Linked DNA regions of Mus musculus: regions 2 and 3 are each linked to region 1. A link is a contact called in public ChIA-PET and HiCAR-type data. All regions are on one chromosome and are shown on one strand. Each heading gives the region's core, a stretch centred on a gene start, on an enhancer-like site or on the middle of the called end of the contact. The rest is flanking DNA. Distances are from core to core; before and after follow the strand shown. Region 1 holds the start of Nat10 (N-acetyltransferase 10). Region 2 overlaps Gm39896 (a long non-coding RNA gene). Region 3 overlaps 4931422A03Rik (RIKEN cDNA 4931422A03 gene).

The links. ChIA-PET counts read pairs in DNA pulled down with a chosen protein or histone mark. HiCAR-type assays count read pairs that join an accessible place to other places.
Region 2: a contact with region 1 is called in an RNA polymerase II ChIA-PET map of memory CD8 T cells, with 11 read pairs. The contact joins the enhancer-like site here to the promoter of Nat10 in region 1. A contact is called at or near these places in 10 of 39 promoter capture datasets (the 3T3-L1 cell line, the C10 cell line, embryonic stem cells and 7 more), 1 of 115 datasets of contacts at active chromatin or transcription factors (memory CD8 T cells) and 3 of 9 other capture datasets (adipose tissue, liver and pancreatic islet).
Region 3: a HiCAR-type map of embryonic stem cells shows a contact between it and region 1, with 2.9 times the contacts expected there. The contact joins the enhancer-like site here to the promoter of Nat10 in region 1. A contact is called at or near these places in 26 of 39 promoter capture datasets (the 3T3-L1 cell line, 3T3-L1-derived adipocytes, the C10 cell line and 17 more), 3 of 15 datasets of contacts at CTCF or cohesin (CD8 T cells, large pre-B cells and pro-B cells), 24 of 484 Hi-C or Micro-C datasets (B cells, the Ba/F3 cell line, ECoMG-derived neutrophils and 17 more), 25 of 115 datasets of contacts at active chromatin or transcription factors (the 230-238 cell line, T-cell acute lymphoblastic leukemia, acute myeloid leukemia and 15 more) and 4 of 9 other capture datasets (adipose tissue, embryonic stem cells, liver and 1 more).

Annotation. Positions count from the first base shown.
Region 1 is chr2:103,759,789-103,762,740 of GRCm38.p6, reverse strand. It overlaps Nat10 (N-acetyltransferase 10), which reads left to right and starts at 1,471. Exons shown (of 29, transcript NM_153126.3): 1 at 1,471-1,692.
Region 2 is chr2:103,944,566-103,947,374 of GRCm38.p6, reverse strand. All of the region lies in intron 2 of Gm39896 (a long non-coding RNA gene), which reads right to left. Among named protein-coding and RNA genes, the nearest start is that of Gm39896, 9.8 kb to the right of the region's middle. Within about 2 kb of position 1,399, at least 111 of the 459 cell types and tissues checked have an H3K27ac peak or open chromatin away from gene starts, as enhancers often do. A contact at or near this core is called in adipose tissue, hematopoietic stem and progenitor cells, macrophages and 3 more, where this site is marked.
Region 3 is chr2:103,990,932-103,994,045 of GRCm38.p6, reverse strand. 4931422A03Rik (RIKEN cDNA 4931422A03 gene) reads left to right here. Exons shown (of 5, transcript NM_175161.3): 4 at 134-161; 5 at 1,223-1,551. The coding sequence ends at 1,451. Among named protein-coding and RNA genes, the nearest start is that of Gm38515, 12 kb to the right of the region's middle. Within about 2 kb of position 1,340, at least 15 of the 459 cell types and tissues checked have an H3K27ac peak or open chromatin away from gene starts, as enhancers often do. A contact at or near this core is called in embryonic stem cells and epiblast stem cells, where this site is marked.

The DNA.
Region 1 (2,952 bases), core at 222-2,721:
ATATTAATTCTTTATAGTTACTTTGTCTATAAATACCTAAGTCCCAAGCCCCTCAAATTCAAAAGTCACACTAAAGTGCTTGAATATTAAATGGCCAGTGAAATGGCTCTGCAGCTATCATCACTTGAAGTCAACCCAGACCAGAGTTTTGACTCCTGGGACAAAGGTGGAGGAAGAGAATTGTCTCCAAAACCCTCTAAACCTGCAGGTGTGCAGTTCCATTCCCATACCCATCTTCTCAAGCACATTTGATATTCTACACTGAGAATATTCTACATCAACTATTTTCAGTCCAACTACTTGATAGGGGCAGTTGGCAGTAAGTTGGAAGCTGTCTTTGTTGTCTTTATATTCTTCAGTAAAATCACATGCTTCCACAGCATAGACAGCTCAGCCATCTAGCACTGGCTACCCTTCCCCTGCCCTACTACTTTATCATTCTAAATCTTGACTATCTTATGGCAGTTGCCCCCGTTTGCATCCTGACCTGGTGGTTTCAGATTTTGCAGTGACTAAGGTAATCATAGCCATCATCTCTGTTCCCAAAATTCCAGTTTTTTGTTTTCATTACAACGGAAATACCATATCTGGGCTACTTAAGCAGAATCGACTAGCCTTATTTGCCCATTTTTGTCCTCTTCCTATATTGGTTCCTTTAAAAAAAAAAAAGTCGAGTACTCACAAGGGTCATTATTTCTAAGTTTTGTGTTTTGCTTGTGTCACCACCACCTTATAGGACTTGTCTGCCCATTATAACAAAGTACTGGTAGTTTTATTTTCTTAAGTGCATTTAGAACCTTAGTATTAAGTCTAGGGCTGTATTGGTGACTTAAAACAATATGGCTAGGCATCATGAAGTCTTTAAAGTCCATTGAAATTTAGATTGATATTGAAGTTGGTGCGTAAATTTGGGGAAGGAATTCGTTTTAGATAACAGAACTTGTGCCCAAAAATATAGGATAAACCGATTTCACGTGGCTCATGCTAAAAGGAAAGCAGACATACTTACGGGTATCCTTGTGGATGTGGTTGGATGAGCTTTGAGACCCAATGTTGGGCTTTTAGTACACTTGGCATGAGTAAGAAAAGCCTGCAGAGTACCGCGGCCACGATCGTTGGTACAAAGTCTACAGACATTCTCAGACTGCTGCCGGATGGAGGTTCAAGTAAGATGAATTAAACAATTACTGGGCTAGTTTCATATAAAAGTAGGGAGGTCGATAAAACAACACCTACGCTAGCAACAGCTATTGCCTTGTACAACCCTGCTATAGAGGTTTTTTTCAACATAGCAACAGTGGACGAGTTCCTGTACCAGTGGCAACGGCAAATGCGAGACACCCGGATATCTAAACGATTACTTCCGCCTGTCATAGCCAGGTTACCCGCAGCAAATGGCGAAATGGCGGCCGGGAGTTAGTGCGCAAGCGTAGCGGAGATCCGCGGCGTGTTCTTACGTCATCACTAAGCGTCGAAGCCATGGAAGGTCCCATAGCTGTAGTGGTCCCCTCCCTTCTGAGCACTTGCCCACGTGCTGTCTGCCACTTAAGCGGATTCACGTGCAGCGGCGGCCCCGGCGTAGCTCAGCTGTGTAGAATTTTCTCCAGCAGATTGGTCAGCCTGGGTAGCAACTCGGTGTCTTCACGTGCTTCCGTTGTGCAGCTGCCTGGTGTCGGCCGGAGCAGGGCGCAGGTACTCTTTGCAAGGGACTGGGTCGGATGTTGAGATGTGCGTTTGGGTCTTTCACTGGCCGGTAGGGCTGGCTCGAGTACGGAAGCTTCTGTACCGGCTGGTGCCTGTATCTTCGGACTCTTCGCCTGGACTGCCCTACAGACAGACGTTCCTGGTCCGGGATACTCTGACATGCGGGGCTGGCTTCTCGAGCGCTTTCCGGGAGTGTGGCTCCTTCCCACACTCGGGCTTCTTCTCTCTCTTTGAGAGAATGGGTTGGTGTCAAAACTATTTTCTGAGAAACTCGGCTCCTCGTAGCAGTGGTAGGCTTTGAACTAACGCGGTTTAGTCCCAGATATTCTGCTCTTAAATACTGCAGTATGCCAGTTTATTTGCACTATTTAGCTGTCTCAGTCAGGACATTTGACAGTGCACCTCGTGATGCTTAGTACCCGGTGCTGTGTGTACAAGAATGGATACAGCCGAATGAAAATGACTTGTCGATCAGGTTGTGGTGGCGTATACCGTTAATTCCAGCGCTTGGAAGGTGGAGCCTGGAGTATTTTTTGGAGCTCGAGGCCAGTCTGGTCTGCATAGTGAGACTGTTTGAAAAAACAAAACAAAGCAAACAACAACAACAACAAAACCCAATACGATTCATCTTATTTTCTCTTTCCAATAATGCTTTCCTTATGTATTAAACGTTTCTTGGAACCAGTAATTTTAGATCGTTATCAGATCCCTCACTCTGGCCATTAATTTTACATTAGTTTTGTGTGTAGTTGTATTTCATCTACTTTTAAAAGTACTTTTTAGAATTAAAGCTTGTACTCAGGGGCCTTACCTGTTAATTCTAAGACTCTCCTATTATAACAAAAAATAAGACTCCCCCCCCCCCCCCCCCCCAAGACAGGGTTTCTCTGTATAGCCCTGGCTGTCCTGGAACTCACTCTGTAGACCAGTCTGGCCTCTAACTCAGAAATCCGCCTGCTTCTGCCTCCCAAGTGCTGGGATTAAAGGCGTGGGCCACCACTGCCTGACAAGATAAGACTTTTAACAATTAAGCTGGACTCGTTAACATTAGGTACCCATTCATTTTTTGTAGGTGTTTATGTGGCTGGCAACATAAAGCTTACAAACTGAGTTGCTTTGGACTTGGGTAGATCCCAGTGTAAAGTCTATTTGTTACATCAGTGCCTTGGGATACTAGATTTTTTTTTCTTTTAAGACTTATTTATTTATTATATCTAAACACACTGTAGTTGTCTTCTGACGCACCAG
Region 2 (2,809 bases), core at 150-2,649, 180 kb before region 1:
ACCTTTAATCCCAGCACTTGGGAGGCAGAGACAGGTGGATTTCTGAGTTCGAGGCCAGCCTGGTCTACAAAGTGAGTTCCAGGACAGCCAGGGCTACACAGAGAAACCCTGTCCCAAAACAACAACAACAACAACAACAACAAAAACCCTTGATTCAGCCACTTGTGAGCTCCACAGACCCTGTAAGAATACTCGGGCTCTCAGAACCTCCACCGCTCTGACTTCTACCACGGAGACCACGGTACCCACTTTGCAGGGCTGCAGGCTCGTTGAGAGGCTTAAATGAGGCAACAGCAGGAAGGAGCTTGCACAAGTACCGATATTACATAACGTACAGGCATCATCCTAACCAGTGATAGTTTTGGTGTATGGATTTGATCATTGCTGAAGTAAATGTTACATTCATCTCACCTGGCTGTTCTTTTGAACGTCTCAGAACCTGGAACAGTTAGAAGTGCATAAAAGTCCCCTGGAAACATCTGGATTTTTATTGACTGAATAAAAGGACACCCGAGGTTCCCTTTCCCCTTGTCTTTGCCACATAGCTTCTTTCAACAGCTATCGCTGGCCTGAGTCTTTGGGACCACCCCAGGTGTTCTCTCTTTCCTGGCACCTGACCTCTTTTGAACTCTTTGGTCCTGAAGTCTGGCATGCTTACTATTGTTACCATTCCTTGAAACAGCCCCTCCTCCATGCATCAACTGTCTGCCAGGCCAGGCCCTGTCCCAGGCTGACAGCTCACCCCACCTCACCCCTAATTCTCTTCTGAGCATCAGCAGCCTACCCCCATCCAAAGATAACTTTTATAGCTGATCTCTGGCGGCACCTCCTACCTTCCAATTAGGAGCCTGTCAACACCCAGACCATCACTCTTCCTATAGTGGCTGACAACACGGGAGCCTGCTGAGGCTGCTCTGGGGAAAGAATGAAGGGAAATTATTTCCATGGTGCAGTGGTACTGAGCCCATAGGTGGAATCTAGGTGATTCTGACTTTGGGCCAGCCTCCCTGTTCTGCACCAAAAATCTGCAGTACTAATGTGGCAGCTGGTACCCAGTTGGTACTTGATAAATAAGTATACGGGGACTGAAAATGTCAAGGGCACAGGAGCTAGCTAGCAGACTCCAATTAGTTTTCCTCTCTCATACATGCAAATAATTAAGTTAGCTCGCTCATGCTTTTGTGAGCTCCCCTTTCCTTTAGTGGTTACACATGAACCTATAACCAGAAAGGAGAGACAACAGTCTCTGTTGGCTTTCTCCATCTAGCCCCTTAGATGCTCATTCCTTAGACTCTCTGACACACAGGGGCATTTGCAGAAGCTGCAGCCCATGAAGGAAGTATGACACAATCTAACATTTTTCTTATCTGGCAGTGTGGTCTAGTGGTTTGCACAGGGGCTGTGCAAGTCGGAAGTCTGGCTTTCTATTTCTGGGGCTGAAGGGAAACTGTGTAACAACAGCCTTTGCTCCACTGCTTGCTCTCACTTTCTCTTTCTCTTGGTCCCAATCCCGAGGCTGAGCCGGCCTAAGCACCCAAGAATTCAGGGAAAAAATGATAGTGCCCCTGCCCCACCCGTGGGTCCTGCTTCAGTCTCTGGTGAGGCTGTGAAGTCTATCATGCATTCATCCCCAGAGCCCAGTGCAGGCTGAGGGGTGAGCAGGAGAGTGGTTTAGAGCCAGGACCATGAAAAGGCAGGGGTGGCAGGCTAACCACATCAAACCAACCCCCTTTCTCTTTGTTACCGCTTTGAGCCTGCAGCTCTGTGGGTAGCTCTGAGGGTGCAGATTTTGTAAAGTTAGGAGCCCTGATGCCTGGACAGGGAGGCAGGAACAAGCCGGACCTTGCATTGCCCTCAAGGTGGTGAATCCAGTCATAAGGATGAGTTCTTTGATTTGAAGTAGGAAAGAATTGGGGAGAGAAATAGTTACAACAGATCAGATGGAGTTGGGAGTACATTAAGATCAGATCTGCCCTCAAGGGCAGAGGGCCTTAAGAACATAGTTTCTTTATGGCTGGGCCCTACAATGTCTTTGGGAAGAGAGATCAATGCCAAACCAGCCCAATTTAGAGAGACATATGAATTTCCAGGGAATCCTATTGCATCTCAAAACGTATAAGATTTAAGCAGCCTTGAAACAGATAGAAAGAAACCTTTCCACATTTGGCCAGACAAGTACACTATAGCCATGTGAGGTCTGCGCTGTATCTAGAAAGAGCAAGACAAAGCTGGGGACACTAGTCATGGAACATGTCATTTCCTTCCTCATTTCTACCCCACTGATCTTCAGGTCTCAAGTCCTGCTACTGTACACATCTGAGTAGCCAGAAAGCAGCAAGGTCCTGAGGGGTGTCTTTAGAATAAGATCCTGGAGAAGTTCCAGGCTGAGCCTTAGGGTGGGAGTCAGATGGGCTGACTCTCTTTGGGGTCACGTGACAAGGGATGCTCATGTGCTCTTTTCTATGTAGTGTGCAGCTATGGTACAAAGATAGCATTTCAGGAGAGTGTGGTGTTTTACTGCAGCAGAGGCCAGCCGGCAAGGGGAGGTCTGGGGAGCTTGAAAGAAAAGCACAACAGTTTCTTCAGAGGAGCGATGTCAAGGAAAGATGCACATGCTGCTGTCACCTATCAAGTGCACACTCAAGATCCATGCCAATCGAATTGCTAAGCAGCGCATGATGCTGTGCTCAGATGCATCCATAGCTATTGTACTAGATGGTTTTATGTCAACTTGACACAAGCTGGAGTCATCAGAGAGGGAGGAGCCTTAACTTGAGAAAATGCCTCCATGAGATCCTGCTGTAAGGCA
Region 3 (3,114 bases), core at 91-2,590, 230 kb before region 1:
GGCAGGAAGCTCACCCGGGGTCTGTAACAGTTCGGGATCACGTTTCTCTCCTTCTCACTTGGCCAGTTAAGGAATTAATTCTTCCTTTTTTCTTTGTCTTTCTTTTCCATGCCTGTGTGTGCTCTCTGGACAGCTGGATCCATAACAGAGAATCCGGATGGGTGAGTGAGGCTTTTCCGCTTCTGCAGGACCAAACTCTCTAACCTAGAACCCCAGGCTTCCAGAGGCTGCCTCTGGGGACAGCTCTGCTGCCCAGGGGCCAGTGGGTATCCGGGAGCCTCCCTCTGGTTTTATGAGAATCTGGGCTGACCAGATAATAAAGCTTTTTAGAACAATCTTTTTTTTTTTTTTTGTCTAAAAACATCCCTGATAAAACTTATTTTTATAAATAGCATTTTTTTCTTACGAATGCTTGACACCTGCTTGTTTTAGAAACTAAATAAGATGGTAAAGAAGAAACAGAATAATCACCGCTCTGCTACATTTTCTTCTAGTTAAATATGTATATGTGCATGTGTATACATAAGTATAATATAATATGTTAAAATTTGCATATGCATTTTCCCCCATTTATGTTGTGCAAATCTTCCTAAACCCGTAAAAACAATTCTTCAAAAATTTCTCCTGGATACAGGAAGATCAGGAGTTCAAGGCCAGCCTTGGCTAGTGAGTGTGAGACCTGTGCCTCTGTCCCTAACAAAAGAAAACACAAAGACAGAACAAAAATTTAAAAAAAAAAATTTTTTTTAACAAGAAGAAAGGATGGGAAGGAAACAAGAAGCAGAAAGACGAGGGAGAACTAGAGGAAAGGAAAGCACCTTGAAAATCTCGTATTTAAATGAGATGGGCTACCCTCTGCTGCCTGCTGTGGGAGGACCATTGTCAAATTTCACCGGATTTCATCTGCATGAAAATACAGGAGGAGCGGCTGTGCAGACCGCTCCTGTCTGGTTGAGGACAAAGAGTTGGATTCTGTCTGTGTCTAGAATTTTCGTGGCAGAGGGATTCTAGCCTAAAAAAGAAAAAGATTCAGATAGGTAGACAACCTGAACCAAGATTTGGAACACACGTTTATGGGAAGAAACTGGCCACAAAGGGTTACAAGATTAGAGAGCGAAGCCACAGGGCCTCACCTGGAGGCAGGCCCGCAAGCTGAATTTACAACAGGGACCTGGGAGTCGTATAAATGACTAATGCTGGCTTCCTGATGCTCTTTTCCAAGCAAGCTGCAAAAATTGGCAGGGGCCCTTCAGTGTGCTGTCGATGTGTCTGGAATTCAAATAGTAGGATGCAGAGATGCCATGACAATGGGAAGCAAGCTTTACCTGGAGAAAATGATGCGGACATGGCTGCTGCAACCCGTACTCACACACGGGGACCTTCGCAACCACTCTCCAGCGGTCCCCATCATGCCTGACTGCGATTGCCCTTACTCAAGGGCATTAAATTAAAAAGTAATGTAGCCGGTGATTCTTTTTTTCCCCTATCCTCCCCCCCCCTCCCCATCCAGGCAGTGAAGAATGGGGCAAGTAAAATAAAAACCTTGACTGCAACTGATATGTCTGTTTTTTAAAAAATGATGCTGATATTAGACACAGCTCAGGAGAGCACAATTTGAATATCGGCGGTATTGTACGGGGCTGAAGTCCTCACACCCCCCTCCTTTAGATCTGTCTTCACTGGCTGCACGCCTTAATATTCTTCCGAGGTGTAATAGCTGGGAGGATTCCATCAGTAATAACCGAAGATCCTGTGAGCCGGTTCTGTTATCCTGAGAATCGAGAGGCATTTTTGCCTTGCCGGCTGTCATTTCCATTGGTGGGGCTGATAAGCAGATTCTGAGTTTATTATTTGCCCAGACAGAGTGCTCTAGCTCCTGGGGTGTTGAGTCGTTCTGAAGCGCTTTATTATTTTAAGTCTTTGTACCCAGGGCTGAGAGCTGGAAAGCCTTGGACAGGTACCGAGTGTTAGTTCCACCTTGACTTTGTTTTTCTGGCTCTCCTGCCCTCCATTTGGAAACAGAAACGCTCTTCCAGGTCCCCAGTTCTTCGCTCCCGTTATTTGGGGTAACAACTTAGCTCTGTGTCTCTACTCTCTTTCCTCCAAACACCACTGTCCTTTAAAATGATCTGAGTAAATTTAGCATTTGACTTTTCTTTAACCTGATAATTCTTAGGATGTGACCATGTATATAGTAACAACAATAACAATAAGTAAATGCATAGGTATCTGTTGGGGATTGGCTTTACAGCTCCACTCACATTCCAAAATCTGTGAATGTTTAAGCACTTTATGTAAAACGGCATACATAGCATAGTGTTTGCATATAACTTCTACAGTTTCCTGTATAAATCATCTCTAGGTTACTTCATGTGAAACTATATGAAGAGTTATTGTACTCTACTAGAGCCAATTACAGGAAAAGGTCTGTGCATGATCAGTATAGATACAGGTTTGATGTGTTTATTTTTATGTATATGGATGTTTTGCCTACATATAGGTGTGCCATTTGTGTGTAGTGCACTTGGAGGCCAGAAGAGGGCATTGGCTCCCCTGGACCTAGAGTCCCTGATGGTTGTGAGCTATCATCTGGGTGTTGGGAACTGGAACCCAGGTCCTCTGCAAGAACAGCAAATGCTCTTAACTACTGAACCAATCTACACAGAGTCAGGGTTTTAGAAAATAGGCTTTTGGTCTGTGGTTGGTCAAATCTTTGCATATAGAACCTATGGATATGGAGGGCTGACTACATAGCATTTACTATGTGACAGATATGTTCCAAGATTTTATTATTAGCATCAAACAAATCTTTGTGGTATGCGGGTTGGTAGAAATGATTATTGTCTTTTTATACATTTTAACTGTGTGTATGTAGTGTGTGTGTGTGTGTGTGTGTGTGTGTGTGTGTGTGTACATCATACATGGCTTTTTAGGAATTATTCTCTCTTTCTACCTTGTTTTTGAGGCAGAGTTTCTCTTGTTTCTGCTGGGGCAACCAAAGCCAGCTTCTAGCTCTCTCTGCCATCTTTCTCTCATCTTAGCACCAAAGCAGTAGGTTCTAGGAATTGAAGTCAACTCGGGTTCTTTGGAGAAGCAATAGGTGGTCTTAACCAC